Regions from separate parts of the Sus scrofa genome. Here region 2 is linked to region 1. The links are chromatin contacts, called in public HiChIP or PLAC-seq maps. All regions are on one chromosome and are shown on one strand. The core of a region is the stretch at or near the end of the contact, and the rest is flanking DNA. Distances in the headings are between cores, read along the strand shown. Region 1 holds the start of PCDH7 (protocadherin 7). Region 2 overlaps PCDH7 (protocadherin 7).

Evidence for each region. HiChIP or PLAC-seq counts read pairs in DNA pulled down with a chosen protein or histone mark.
Region 2: a contact with region 1 is called in an H3K27ac HiChIP or PLAC-seq map of skeletal muscle. The contact joins the enhancer-like site here to the promoter of PCDH7 in region 1. A contact is called at or near these places in 5 of 47 Hi-C or Micro-C datasets (embryonic fibroblasts, epiblast stem cells, heart right ventricle and 2 more) and 1 of 2 datasets of contacts at active chromatin or transcription factors (skeletal muscle).

The regions. Positions count from the first base shown.
Region 1 is chr8:23,455,275-23,462,106 of Sscrofa11.1, reverse strand. It overlaps PCDH7 (protocadherin 7), which reads right to left and starts at 2,632. Exons shown (of 5, transcript NM_001244484.1): 1 at 2,256-2,632; 2 at 102-2,253; 3 at 1-99. The coding sequence starts at 2,632.
Region 2 is chr8:23,605,529-23,611,935 of Sscrofa11.1, reverse strand. The region is part of intron 3 of PCDH7 (protocadherin 7); the gene reads right to left. Among named protein-coding and RNA genes, the nearest start is that of PCDH7, 150 kb to the right of the region's middle. Within about 2 kb of position 1,340, at least 8 of the 83 cell types and tissues checked have an H3K27ac peak or open chromatin away from gene starts, as enhancers often do. A contact at or near this core is called in skeletal muscle, where this site is marked.

The sequences.
Region 1 (6,832 bases), core at 1,383-3,882:
TCTTTGCTTGCTAATTTCATAGCTTGGGTCACCAGCTATATCCTGGGTGAGGGGGGTGTGCAAACTTCTGGCTATCTGGGAGTCGATCACTGTTGCATTGAAACACTTTCATTGACAAACACATGCACCAGAGTTGTGGTGGACTGGGAAGGCTGCCCACTGTCATTCACTTGCACCACCAACCTGTGCAAGCCATAATGCTTTTGTGTGAGTTTTCCCACTAAGGAAACCACACCACTGGTGGGATCAATCTCAAACAGCTTGAAGGGATTGCCTCCCACAATGCTGTAGTTCAGGTCTGCATTGATGCCATCATCACTGTCTGTTGCTAACACCGTAGCTACTACTGTCCTGACATTACTTGAAGGTGGCAGTAAAGTGTAGGAAATGTTTCTGGGAAGGGTAACTGTGGGAGCATTGTCATTCTCATCCATCACAAAGAGAGAGACTGTGGCTGTGGCAGATCTGGGAGGATCTCCTCCATCCACAGCCTTGACTCTGAATGTGTAAGTGGTCTGATGTTCCCGGTCAAAAGACATTGTGGAGTAAATGGTCCCCGTGTCATTTTCAATGGAAAAAATGTTACTGTTCTCCTCTATGTACAGGCTCATCTCTGCATTGCGCCCCTTGTCAGCATCCATCACCGTGACCATTCCCACGGGGCTGTTGGGCTGCAAGTTTTCTTTCACGTAAAAGGTAAAGATGTCCTGCATAAACTTAGGATCGTTGTCATTCTTGTCAGCCACCTGCACAATCACTGTGGTGCTGCCCTGTAGCACTGGGATGCCTTTGTCTTTGGCGTTAACTTTAAACTCATACCTGTCAGTCTGCTCGCGGTCCAGCACGGTATTGACGAGGATGTCCCCTGAATCGGGATCGATGGCGAAGATCCCCATCACAGAAGAGTCCAGCGAGTAGGCGATTTCAGCGTTTTTCCCGCTGTCTGCGTCTGTCGCCAGCACGGTGGCTACCCTCTCTCCAGGGATGTTGTTCTCAGGAAAGTAAACCTCCACTACCGACTGCCCAAAGACGGGCGGGTTGTCATTGGTGTCCCCCACCTTGACAATCAGGGAGTTGTTGCTGGAGAGGCTGGGGCTGCCTGAGTCCACCGCCACTATGACTACGTTGTACTCCCGGGTGGTCTCATAGTCCAAAGGGGCCGAGGTGTGCAGGAAGTACTTTTTCTTGTTCTGGTCGCCCTCTGTGTCACTGGCTGGCTTGAGCTGGAAGGGCACGTCGCCCACTACAGTGCAGGTGACCACTCCGTTCTCGCCTTGGTCTCGGTCGGACACCTGCACCAGGGCAATGGGAGTGTCGACTAGAACGTCCTCTGCCACATTGGCCACCCCGTCCTTGAGTGGGATACGACCGATCTTGCGGATTTCAATGGACGGCACATTGTCGTTCTCGTCCTTGATATTAAGGACCACCGTGGCCTTGTCGGTCTTGGGGGGCTGCCCACGATCGCGGGCCATGACGGTGAAGCGCAGCTGGTTCACCTCCTCGCGGTCGATACGGTGCAGGACACTGAGCCAGCCGGACGTCTCGTCGAGGCGCAGTAACCGCCGCACAGACTCGGTAGCCGCCCCGAAAACGTACTCTATCTGCCCGTTGACCCCCACGTCCAAGTCGGCGGCACGCAGCTGCAGGATGGGGGTCCCCGGGGCGCTGTTCTCTGCCAGGTCAGCCTCATACACGCTCTTCTCAAAGCGGGGGCTGTTGTCGTTCACGTCGGTGATAAGCACCCGCAGGATGGCCTGAGAGGATCGAGGCGGGTCGCCGCCGTCGCGCACCCGCAGGGTCAACTCATAGGAGTCGCGCTGTTCGCGGTCCAGCGCCCCCTTCACAATTAGCTGCGGCTGCTTTTCGCCATCCGGGGTGTCGGCCACCTGCAGTTCGAACACACTGCTGCGGCCGCCCGGGTTGGTCCCGCCGCCGCCTTCTGGCGCGTCCAGCCGCCTCTTGGAGCCTCCAGGGCCGCCACCGCTCGCGCCGTTCCCGCCGCCCCCGGGGTAGGGGGCGCTGTCGGCAGGCCCGGCGCGCCGGCCTTCGCCGCCGCCGCCACCGCCGCCCCCGGGCTCCTGGAGCAGCTCGTAGCGCTCGATGCCGTTTCGGCCGAAGTCACGGTCGGTGGCGGTGGGCAGCAGGTAGAGAGTGCCCACCGGCCGGTTCTCCTCCACCGTGAGCGTGAGCACGGGAGACGGGAAGGTGGGCGTGTTGTCGTTGATGTCGAGCACGATGACCCGACCTTCGAAAGGTCCACCCAGCTCTGCGAGGGCCCGATCACCGACACCTCGAAGTCCAGAAAGCACTCGTTTTCGTCGAAGATCATCTGACACTGGGGCAGCTTCTCGCGGTCAATGCGTCGCTCGCTTGTACTAAGCTCGCCGGTGAGGTTGTCGATCTTCAGGTACTCCGAGCCCGACTCGAGGCTGAAAGTCACCTCACCGGAGCCGGTCACGATGCCCAAGTCTGAGGCGACGTTGCCGATGCGGACGTCTGCTGGGCCCTCCTCGGCCAGTCGGTACCGGAGGAGTTGCTTGGCGGCCGCCAGGCTGAGCGAGAGCGGCAAAAGGAGACAGCAGCCCAGGCACCAGGCGCGCGCCCATCCCATGGTCCGCATCCTCAGCATCTTCTCCTGCTGCTGCTGCTACTGCTCCTTCTAATCACGGCCCCCTCGGCGCCCCCCTTCTCCGAGGCCAGTCGCCTGCCCTCCTCCCAGTCCTCTCCCCTCTCCGAGAAGGGAAGAAGCGAGAGGGAGAGGTGGGAGGGGGCAAGAGCAGCGTCCAAAGTCGGCCAGGGGAGACCAGCGTTAGATTCTTCTTTTTTTCCCTCCTGCTTCTTCCGAAAGTTATTGTTTCATAATTCATGCAATGGGTGCTAATCGCCCGCTCGCCAGCCGCCGTTCAGTTGCAGTACTCACAGTTCACGGGACACTGCGCGCCGCGAGCTCGGCGCCCCCCCAGAGTCATCCCCGCAACGGGCAGAGGATCCCGGACTCCCGTCCCTGCTGTGTCGGATGGGGCCGGAACCGCTCCGGCACGCGGGCAGTGGAGCCGGGAAGCGGCGGGGAGCGAGTCTGCAGCCTCCCCCGCCTGCCAACCCCGCTCGTCTTTGCTGCTGCTACTCGAGTTGACTCCAATTCACGTTCCAGCCACTCACTCCAGACCAAGCTTCTGCTCCGGCTGCCCAGGCAAACGTGAGTCGCTTCCTGCACGAGGTGCTAGGGCCAGCAACAAGCCAGTCTCAACTCCGACTCCGCTCAGGCAGCGGGAGAGCCAGTCAACAGATCGAGAATGAAAAATCCCGGCAGGTCGCTTCGGGCACGGTGCAGTGGAGACCACTCGCGTCACACAGCGGTCCGCGTCCGGGTTCCCCCCGCGCGCGAAAGAGCAGTCCAAGCCATCTTCAGAGACGCCCAGAGAGTCAGTCCCTTTTCACCCACGAGAGCTCGGGTTTCTTTTTTTTTCTTAACTACTCTGCGCAAGGTCATTAGTCACGAAGCCGCCGCCTGAAACCGCAGCAGCCTTTCGCCCGCGGGGTTGAAGGCTGAGCCGTGCGCACCGTGCGGTGCCCAAGTTTGGGTTCGCAGCCGCAGAGTCCGTGCCTTTCCTCACCTGCATTCGGCCCGCATGTCAGAGCACTGGGATCTGCAGCGCTGTGCGCGATTCAGGGAGGAGATTGCAGCCTCTCTCTCTCCGCGCTCTCTCTCGATCCCTCCCCTCCCTCCCTCTCCTCTCTCCTCCTCCTCTCTCCTCCCTCCTCTCCTTTCCCCTTTCCCCTTCTCCCACTCCTCTCTCCTGCACGCTCTCTCTTCGTCCTCCCAGTCCCAACGCTAGCAACTCGAGCTGAACTTGATCCCTTTGCAGTTCAAAGGTGAGCAAACCAGGCTCGGTGCGCAGGCGACTTTCGCCTGGTGGAAGCCCCCGGCCGGGCTCCCCCAACGGCAATTAACAAAGATGCCCAATTCTGTCCGGATTTCCGAAGAAAAGCAAAAGGCATGGGGGCGGGGGGGGGGAGTCAGAGACAGCTGCCAAGTAGCTTAAAAAAAAAAAAAATCCAGTTTGCCAAGGGGAGAAAAAGTGCCAGTCGGTTGTTGCCTCGGAAGTGCCCTGGCACGGCTGGTGAATTCCGCAGTTGTCTCGTCCCCTTTCGTGTCTGGGAGAGTCTGGTGCGGGCGCTCCAGCCGTCTCTTTGACTGCCGCGACTCAAAGGCGCTGAATGGCAAGCGGGAACCTCCCGCTCGCGAGCCGCCAGCCGGAAACCCGCAAGTTTGCCCAAAGTGATGGTTGCTGCTGGGAGCTCACTGCCTCGCTCTCGGCTCAAGCTAGTCCCTGACGCTGCTGTAGCGGCGGCGGCGGCGGCGGTAGCAGCGGAGCCTCGGAAACTACACACTCGCAGAGAAGGAGGGAGGAGTGCCGTGGCGGGGGCGGGAGACGGGAGCGAGCTAGCCGCCCGGCTTCGGAAAGCCCAGCTTCTGCTTCAGCTCCGGGGGCCACTCCAAGTGTGCACAATCCCAACAAGCCCCCCCTTAAGCTAAAGATTGCCCTATTCTTCCCCAGCGAGTGCAGCCGCTGCCCCCCGGGGGCGGGGGTTGGGTACTAGTTTTTTCTCCCTGGGGCTGGTAAATTTCCTCTTTGCTCTTACTAATGCCAAGTGCGCGTGTGAGCGCGCTGGAGCTGGTTTGAGGAAACGTTTTGCCTTTTCCTCTTCTCAGGCGATATTCCCCACCCCCGAAGTGTCTCTCGTTAGCGAATTAGCATCTTGGTTAAGGCTTGGTCAGCTGTGGCTTTGGGAACCCGGGGTGAGCCCAGGAAGCTACGCTGGTGTTCGGAGAAACCACGGTGGGCTGCAGAGGTTGAGAGAGAACATCAAACTCCAAAGAGAGCGGGAGAGGAATCCTTTTTTGGGAGAGCAGTTAGGAGGGCTGGGTGGGGGTGGGGGCTGTCTTTGTTTAAATGCTTGGCATTCCTGTCATCGTGCTTGCTTACGGGGTAGACCCTGTGTGTGCGTGCGCCTGGGGAATAAACACATGTTGGAAGCCTCGATATTATTTTCTAAGCAGAAACCTGCAGCCTTTAGAAACTGGCAAAGTGTAGCGTCACCTATCTGGATAAAAGGGAAATAAACTTTAATGGCAACTTTGTGTACCGAAGAGTCCCTAGCTCCTTTTCTCTCCTTCTTTTGACTTTGTGCCACTTGATCGTACATGGTATTCCCCCACGCGAGGCTTCCCCACTTTTCAGTCACTGCCGCCGCATCCTGCCTCATCGAATTTCATTTCTGGTTGTTTTCTAAACTGTAGCCATTTGCTCTTATTTCAGTGGCTGTCGGGGCCCAGCCAGGATGGGAGGGGGGGCGGTGTTGAGATAAGCAGGAGATACTTGGGAAGAATTCTTACACTTCAAAGAAGAAAAGAGGCTGCTGCTGGATTTTGGTTGGTCCTCATCTGGTCTGCTCAATCTATAGGAATTGAAGGGCCTCCTCTTAAAGGAAAATTTAAAGCAAAAAGAAGAAAAGAGAAAGAAATCCGTCCAGAGTGGGTACGTTCCCTTTATGGGATTTGTGTGAGGCGGCAGAATGATTTAAACAAGACAAACACCAATGAAGTCTATAAGCAGATGTAGTGCGCGGTTTTTCAGGCGGGCGCAGCCAGCAGGAATGGGTGGGAGCGGCGGCAGAGATTTCCAAGCATTCCCTTTGGGGGATCATAGAGGCGCGGAAGGTGGGAGCATGTTGTGGTATGTGCCCGGGAGCAGGCGAGGATTTTTCCAGCCTGCTAAAACAGCAGCACTGGGGGTAGAGGCTCCTCCTTCGAGGCCAAGTCTGTAACCCGGCCTTCCCCTCCCGCCTCCACCCCCTACCCTCTCGCTGCCACCAGCGCCTCTATGCTCTATATCTGCAGCATCAGCGAGAAAAGCCCTTGCGCAGACTCAGTGCGCACCGCCGCAGTCTGGAGCTGGGGGGCGGGGGCGGGCGCCGCAGCACTGTAGCAGCCCGCTAAGTGTCAGGAAGGCCAAATTCCCCTTATATTTGGCAAACTCTGGCTTATCAGAACGCCACCAGATACACCGTCCCCCTTTTTCCAGGGTCCAAGGAGAAAGAGGGAAGCCAGCTCCACTCTGCGGCCTTGCCCCCGAGCATTCCGATACGCGGCAATATGGTGCAGTGAACTCACTCCCCTCGTCGCCTTTACTAAGATTTTGCAAACTTCAGGCAGCCGCGTGGGTAGAGACGTTGCACCCTCTCTTGCCTCACCAGACCATAAACTTGAACAAGCCCCTGCGCATCTTCAAGTAGTCGCCCACCGCTCCGGCGCGCAATTTTGAGGCACACATCCACAAGGGGCGAAAGAGTGGGAGGCTTTTCCCCAGCGCGGGGAAAATTTCTTCCCAGATGACCGGAGGCGGGGGTGTAGAGGGGGGCGCAGCGCGTCCTTCACAGTGGAGTGGTTTCCACATTGCGGGCGGGAGGTAGTCTTTGGCCCGCCCTCCCTACTCTCATCCTTACCAACTCTGCCGCCCAGCCAAACCGGCGTGGGAAATGGGTCCGACGTGCGCGGCATGGGGAATAGCCCGGCCAGACAGCCGAGGCCTTGAAGCCTTCTGGCTCTCCTCCCTCCTCCCCAAGGTCCCCGACTCCGACCTCTCCTCCGGAGCAGCCCGGGAGTGTTGGCCGCCTTGCCCAGCCGCTTGGTTCTTGGGAAAGGGAACGAAATAGGCGGGGTAGGGCGGTGGGCGAGGTGAGGGGAGCCCTCGGGGGCACCCTTACAGCTGCCGGAGCTCCCAGTTCTCTTCCGTCCCCTGTCTAGGGACGGACACTCCAACTCCAG
Region 2 (6,407 bases), core at 91-2,590, 150 kb before region 1:
AGGAAAAGGCAGGGACAATTCAGCAAGGAACTTAAGTCAACAGTGCAATGTTTAAAATTGGAGTTTTGCAGGCTGTACCATTTTGTATGATCTTAACATGCAAATGAACTTAAATCACCATTTCTTCATCTTTAAAATAGCATTATAATAGGGATTAAACGAGGTGATGTATGTAAAACACTTAGCACCATGCCTGGCATATAGGAATTTCGCCAGAAATGGTATCTTTAAAAAGTGAATATTCATAACAGTTGGTGTCATTAACTCAAGTCCTAGTTAGTAGTGCATGAATTTTTATTTCTGTCAGGATGCATTTCTGACAGCACTACTGAAAAGTAGTGAACATGATGGATTTTACAAGACGTGTAATGATGGATAATAACTATTAATAATAATTAATGTGGCTTCAAATTTGAGCCTCTTTTAGGGAAAGGTTTTGTGACATCCTCGTATAGAAACACCAACATGATTGACAGACCTAAATTTTAACATATATTAAAAATACCATGAAATTTTTAAAGTGCATCCTAATCCAGAATTCTATGTTAGTTTCCTGAAATGAGAATTTCCTCTCTGATAAAATTCAAACAGCTCTTTTGAATAGCCCTACAATCAGACTGAAAAAATGAATGCTATTTTCCCCTCAGGTGATCCATACAGGTGACAGGGAAAAATAGGCATATTCCCCATCACCCTGTGCAGTCTGTCTTCCCCTTTCTCACAAGGAAAGCAGCAATACCAGTGAATCACCAAACCTTCTGTGGGTTCCCACCGAGTGAAAGGCACTGTGCCAGGCTCTCAGATGGATCCACGGATGTATCAAACCTTGCCTTTCCTTCCTCCAAGAAGCTTACAACTTGGATGATGAGACACAGTAGAAAAACACAAAAATATGAATGTAAAAGTTACTGGGTGTGTCATGTACTGTCTCAGAAGAGGCTATTTTCACTATTTTTGTTCAACAATTATTTTATTATCAGGCACCCTGGAGTGCATGACAAATGCTCTAGATTATCACAAAGCATACCATAAACCATACATGTTTTCTCCCTGCTGGGAGAGTATCCTTTACAAAACAGTTTCCTGGAGGGGGCCTTTGGGAAATATTAAATTGGCTCCTCACCTCCAGCCCCACCTTTATCTACCTCAACACAGCGAGGCTAATTCTACACGGAATAACCAAATCAAATCAGAACTGAAAGTTCAGACCGGCAATAATTCTCGATCTGTAGTTTGTGTTTCTGAAAAGCCACAGAGAGCTCTGATCTGTGGACCCGCACAGAAACCCTGGGCTGACAGCAATTTGATCTCATCACCTTAGGCAAACAGAGAGCTCTGCCTCGGGGACAGCGAGGAAGGGTGTTAGATAGGCATTTGCCATTTCCCCACCATGAATCAGCTTTAACTGACACTTAAGGGTAGGGTTATATGTTTTTGCTCCCCCTTCTGTCTAGCTCTATGTTCTGGGGGCGGGGGGGGACAACTAAGGCAGGTTTGTTATCCTTTCCACAAGAGCTGCATCCAGAAACTTCTTTACTAGCTGTTGGAAGGTTTCATCTGTCCTTTTCAAGCCTCATTTCTCTATAAACTATCGTCTTATTCCAATTTACCATGTAAGGATTCCAGAAAAGGAGTAAAAACCCATCAAAAAGAACAATCATTTTATTTTTGCCCAAGATACTATTTGTGGAAGGCATTTTTCCTTTTATGGCCATGGCTGGAAAGCAAATGATTACTCAGCAAAGCTGTCTAAGCAAAATAGTCATTCACTTTATTTCACAGAAATGTAACCTGAAAAGTTAGCAGCTAGAGTCAATTCGATCTCATGTTATAGCTGCCAGCCTGAAAATGCCTCTATTAAAAATGTCTGAGTCAAATAAGGGAGGCGGGAGTGTGTGACAGAAAGCATGTGGGCTGTGAGGTCAAACAGATCTCAGTTTCTTCTCGGTTTCGATCTATTACCTTAAACTCACAATGCTAATAATAATAACACTTTCTTGGGGAAGATTAGAGAATCTAATGAGATTATGTGGATTGGTTGTGCAAAAGTAAACCGTAATAAGTGAGAAGGTAATAAGTCAAAGTCAACTTCTCAAACCACACCCCATTACCAACACACAAATAAAGTGAAACTTCCTGGTAGAGCACTTCAGCATGGAAATGCCTGCTTCATTCATCTTACCAAGTAAAGCAATGAAGGTAAAGGAAGGAACTAAAAGGAGTCATGTGATTTGGAACAGAAATAGCTCAAGATTATCAGCTAATAACAGAGCTTTAAAAAGGCAAGAGTGGAGTCATACCATGTTCACTTCACAAATGGGACTTTAACTATACAGCTTCAGGGAAGAAAACAGAGGGAGACCAGGCTGTGTACAAAATTGGGTCCAGTTTTCCACTCTGGGAAGATATGCCCCCAAATGTGAGATGCTAGGAAAGGATCTGCTCTTCCCTCAGTCCTTCTAGTTCCAACCTTCCTCCCAGCATGTGAGGCTCTTTCCAAGCCAACTGTGATTCAAAGGTCAAATGCTATAGTTTTCCTACAACATACTCTGCATATGCCAACTACTTTGGCTGGTCGCTAACTTAATTACTCATCGCTAGAGAAAATGATAACTGTGCTGGAAAGATAGAAGGTATGTACATTTTTATAAGGTCTATTTAACGAGGTTTTCCTAAAAATATGATGCCACTGAGAGTCACTAAGAGCACATATAAATTATTATTTACCTTCAGTGATTGTCTCATGACCTAAATGTCCCAGCTATAAGAGCTCTGCATGATAACAAGTCGATGCTTCATATGGTGAAGAAAACCATTGCTCAGAAGCTCAAATTTCCTCTGTGAGATTCACAGAAGCATCTACCAAATGATGGTCTTGCCTCTATTTAAGATCCTTAAAGGGGAGTTCCCATCGTGGCACAGTAGAAACAAATCTGACTAGGAACCATGAGGTTGCAGGTCCGGTCACAGGCCTGGCTCAGTGGGTTAAGGATCCGTCATTGCTGTGAGCTGTGGTGTAGGTCGCAGATGCAGCTCAGATCTGGTATGGCTGTGGTATAGGCCGGCAGCTGTAGTTCCGATTAGACCCCTAGCCTGGGAACCTCCATATGCCAAGGGTGCGGGTCCTAAAAAGACAAAAGACCAAAACAAAAAAAGATCCTTAAAGGGTGGGCACTCATGACTTGCCAGGATTCCCATGTTATTTCTGGATATGTCCCCATTTGAATGTTCTAATACCGATCAGAAGTTATTTTTCCTGTAGCTTTCTATTACTGTCTTGAAAACTAGAACTTAATTCCTCCTGAACATGGCGAATTTTCAACTAGTTGAAACTAAAAAAATGAAGCCCTATAAACATCCAAATCTTCCATTCTCTGAGTCAAACATTCTAATATCTTTAACTTTTCTTTGAATGACACTTTTGCCATCCTAACTTGCTACCTCTTAAAAATGATTCCAGTTTTTTACTGAATTTTGTCACTTGCTACCTGAGATGCCTAAAAATAAGCACAACTGTCAGTTCGAAATTTTGAGAGCTTGCCAGGTAAAATCTGAAACCGGCCTCTGGACACAGAAGGAAGGAAAGACCCGTGAAGGAGGTAAATCATTCTTGATTAGAAGGTGGCAGGTTTGGGAGTTCCTGCTGTAGCGCAATGGGTTACGTGGTTTACTGTAGCAGCCTGGGTCACTACAGAGGTGCAAGTTTGATCCCCTGTCTGGTGCAGTGGGTTAAAGGATCCAGTGTTGCCACACCTGCTTGGATTCAATCCCTGACCCAGAACTTCCATACACCATGAACACAGCCATTAAGACAAACAAAAAAACAAAACAAAACAAAAAAAAAGTGACAGGTTTAATAAGAAAAGGAACTTACAGAGGAGGCTTGTCTGGGGCAGCTGCAAGATGAGTAGATCTCTGTGCCACTTGCCATGATCTTGAAAGTTTGTATAGAGAACTTCATTGGCTTCAGTCACATATACTGCCAGATGGTGTCAACAACACCTTGCTCTTTTAAGACTGAATCCTTGGACATGGCTCCTGCTGTGGGAATGGTGAGTATGAAGTACATTTCAAGGCAAGGAAGGGGGTGAGAAATCTCTGGGTGCCTGGGTCCCGCTTCGGGTCAAGCAGAGATCTCGTCCTCTGGTTGGCTTCTGACAAGAATACTACCAGTAGGTCTGACCAGTGTGGAACCATCTCTCTGCTTCTATTTCTCTTATGCTATCAACTTTTTTTTTTTTTGTCTTTTTGGGGCCACACGCAGGGCATATGAAGTTCCCAAGCTAGGGGTCTAATCAGAGATGCAGCTGCCAGCCTACACCACAGCACAACAATGCCAGATCCAAGCCACAGGGGCAGCCTAAACCACAGCTCACGACAACACCAGATCCTTAACCCACTGAGAGAGGCCAGGGATCAAACCTATGTCCTCATGGATCCTAGTCGGATTTGTTTCTGTTGAGTCACAAGGGGAACTTGTACGCCATCATCTTAATCAAGCTAAAATCACATGGGCTCATTTTGTTACAAGAGGTATCCTCAGTGCTAATTTACATTAAACTTGTACTTAATCACATGTAATTCCTAAAGATTTTTTCATACATGTCTTCAAAGTTTATCCCCCTCATTCTTTATTTGAATATTGCCTTTCAAAATAGTTTTCATTAAACAGCATCTTGTAAGAGACCACCCTTAATCCAGCCTGTAAGAACCTTTTGCACTTGTTTGCTTTTGAAATGTTTACACATTGGACCAAGCCAGGTATCCTGGTAACCAGGAATGTGGAACAGCATCTGGAGTTTCCTCAGCTGAACTTTGACAATACTAGCTTTTTCATTCACCATATAAGACAACTGTTGTGAAGAGAGTACAAAAGCACCTGATTTTTATGGACTGGCTTTATTATTTAATAAACAATCTGTCATCCATTTAAGTTTAACATAGAGTCTATAGCCTATAGATTCAGGAATGAAAAATAAATAAATAAACCTCAGTTTTTTCCTTAGTCGACTAAGCTGGCTCCCTTGACAACATGGTGTGTACTCATGAATGCGTGTGTGTTTTCCAGTAATTGGTTTTTCTAATACAAAATTTAAAGAACTTTCTCATAGTAATTGTTTACTAACTTTGAGTCTACAACTTGCTTTTTTTTTCTAGGAAGGAACAGAATTAATATTGCACTGATGGGTTTATTTACATGTCTGTCTCTCATTATGAGCCCGGATGTCCTGAGAGGTGAGGGGACATGTTTTTATTGGTTTTTCTTTCGAGTGTAATTAATATGCTCCTACTGTAATTAACACATTCCACTGAATGAATAAATGTATTAATGAATGAATGAAAAGGTCATACAATTCAAAATCAATATGCGAACAAAGAGATGGTCTTGGAATAATTAACCAACTTCTCTCCGGTTGCAGAATTCCTCTGCCAGTCTTTTGTGCACTGTGTTGAGCCGATTACAGATTAAAGTAATTACAGTGAATTCTTGATTACTGGCATGCAGTCTAGCTATTTTGTGGATTACCTATCACAACTAATTCCAAACTTATCTGCTGCCACCCAGCATATGTCTGAGTTACAGTCAGCTTCAGTGATAGCAGCTGCATGCTTTAGGAATGCACATTTATGTTGATATTTCTATACAGAATACATATTTATGAAACTCATTCTGGTGGGGGCTAGAGAGAACCAACAAGCATTCTGAAATAAAATGCAGGGTTTTTTTTGTTTTCGTTTTTTTTTTTAATTCCCAAAGTAGATGAGATGACTTGAATAAAGAGGTTCAAACAATTTATGTGTATCTTTCCATAATAGCTTGATGGAGCATAATCAGTATGTGGCCTCTTCCCCACTCTGAGATTTACTGCCTGTCTTTATTACCATTGCTGATAATAACTGTGTTTATTAATTTATCTTTAATAAATATTGATGAAGTGCTACAGTGTAGTGGGCAATGTTCTAGATGTTGAAGATCAAGCATTAGACAAGAAAAAGAAAGGTTCCTGCTCTTAAGGGGCTTAAAATTTCCTCTTGAGATAGACCTTGTGAGAGGCAAGAATGGTCCCCCAAAAAAGTCCACACCCCAATCCCTGATACTTGTGGATTCTGTTATGTTACATGTCAAAAAAGAACTGAGGTTGCAGATGAAAGTAAGGTTGCTAGTCAGCTGACTTTAATAGAGGCAGATGATCCTGGATTATCTGGGTGAGTCCAGTGTAATCAGATGGGTCATTAAATGGGGAAGAAGGTGGCAGAAGAATTAGAACCAGAGAGATGGCATCAGGAAAAAAAAAAATGATCGGCCATTTCGGGCTCTGAAAATGAAAAGGGGTCACAAGAAATGCAGGCAGCCTCTAGAAGCAGGAAAGCAAAAAAGAATTTTCCTCTAGAGCCTTCAGAAAGAA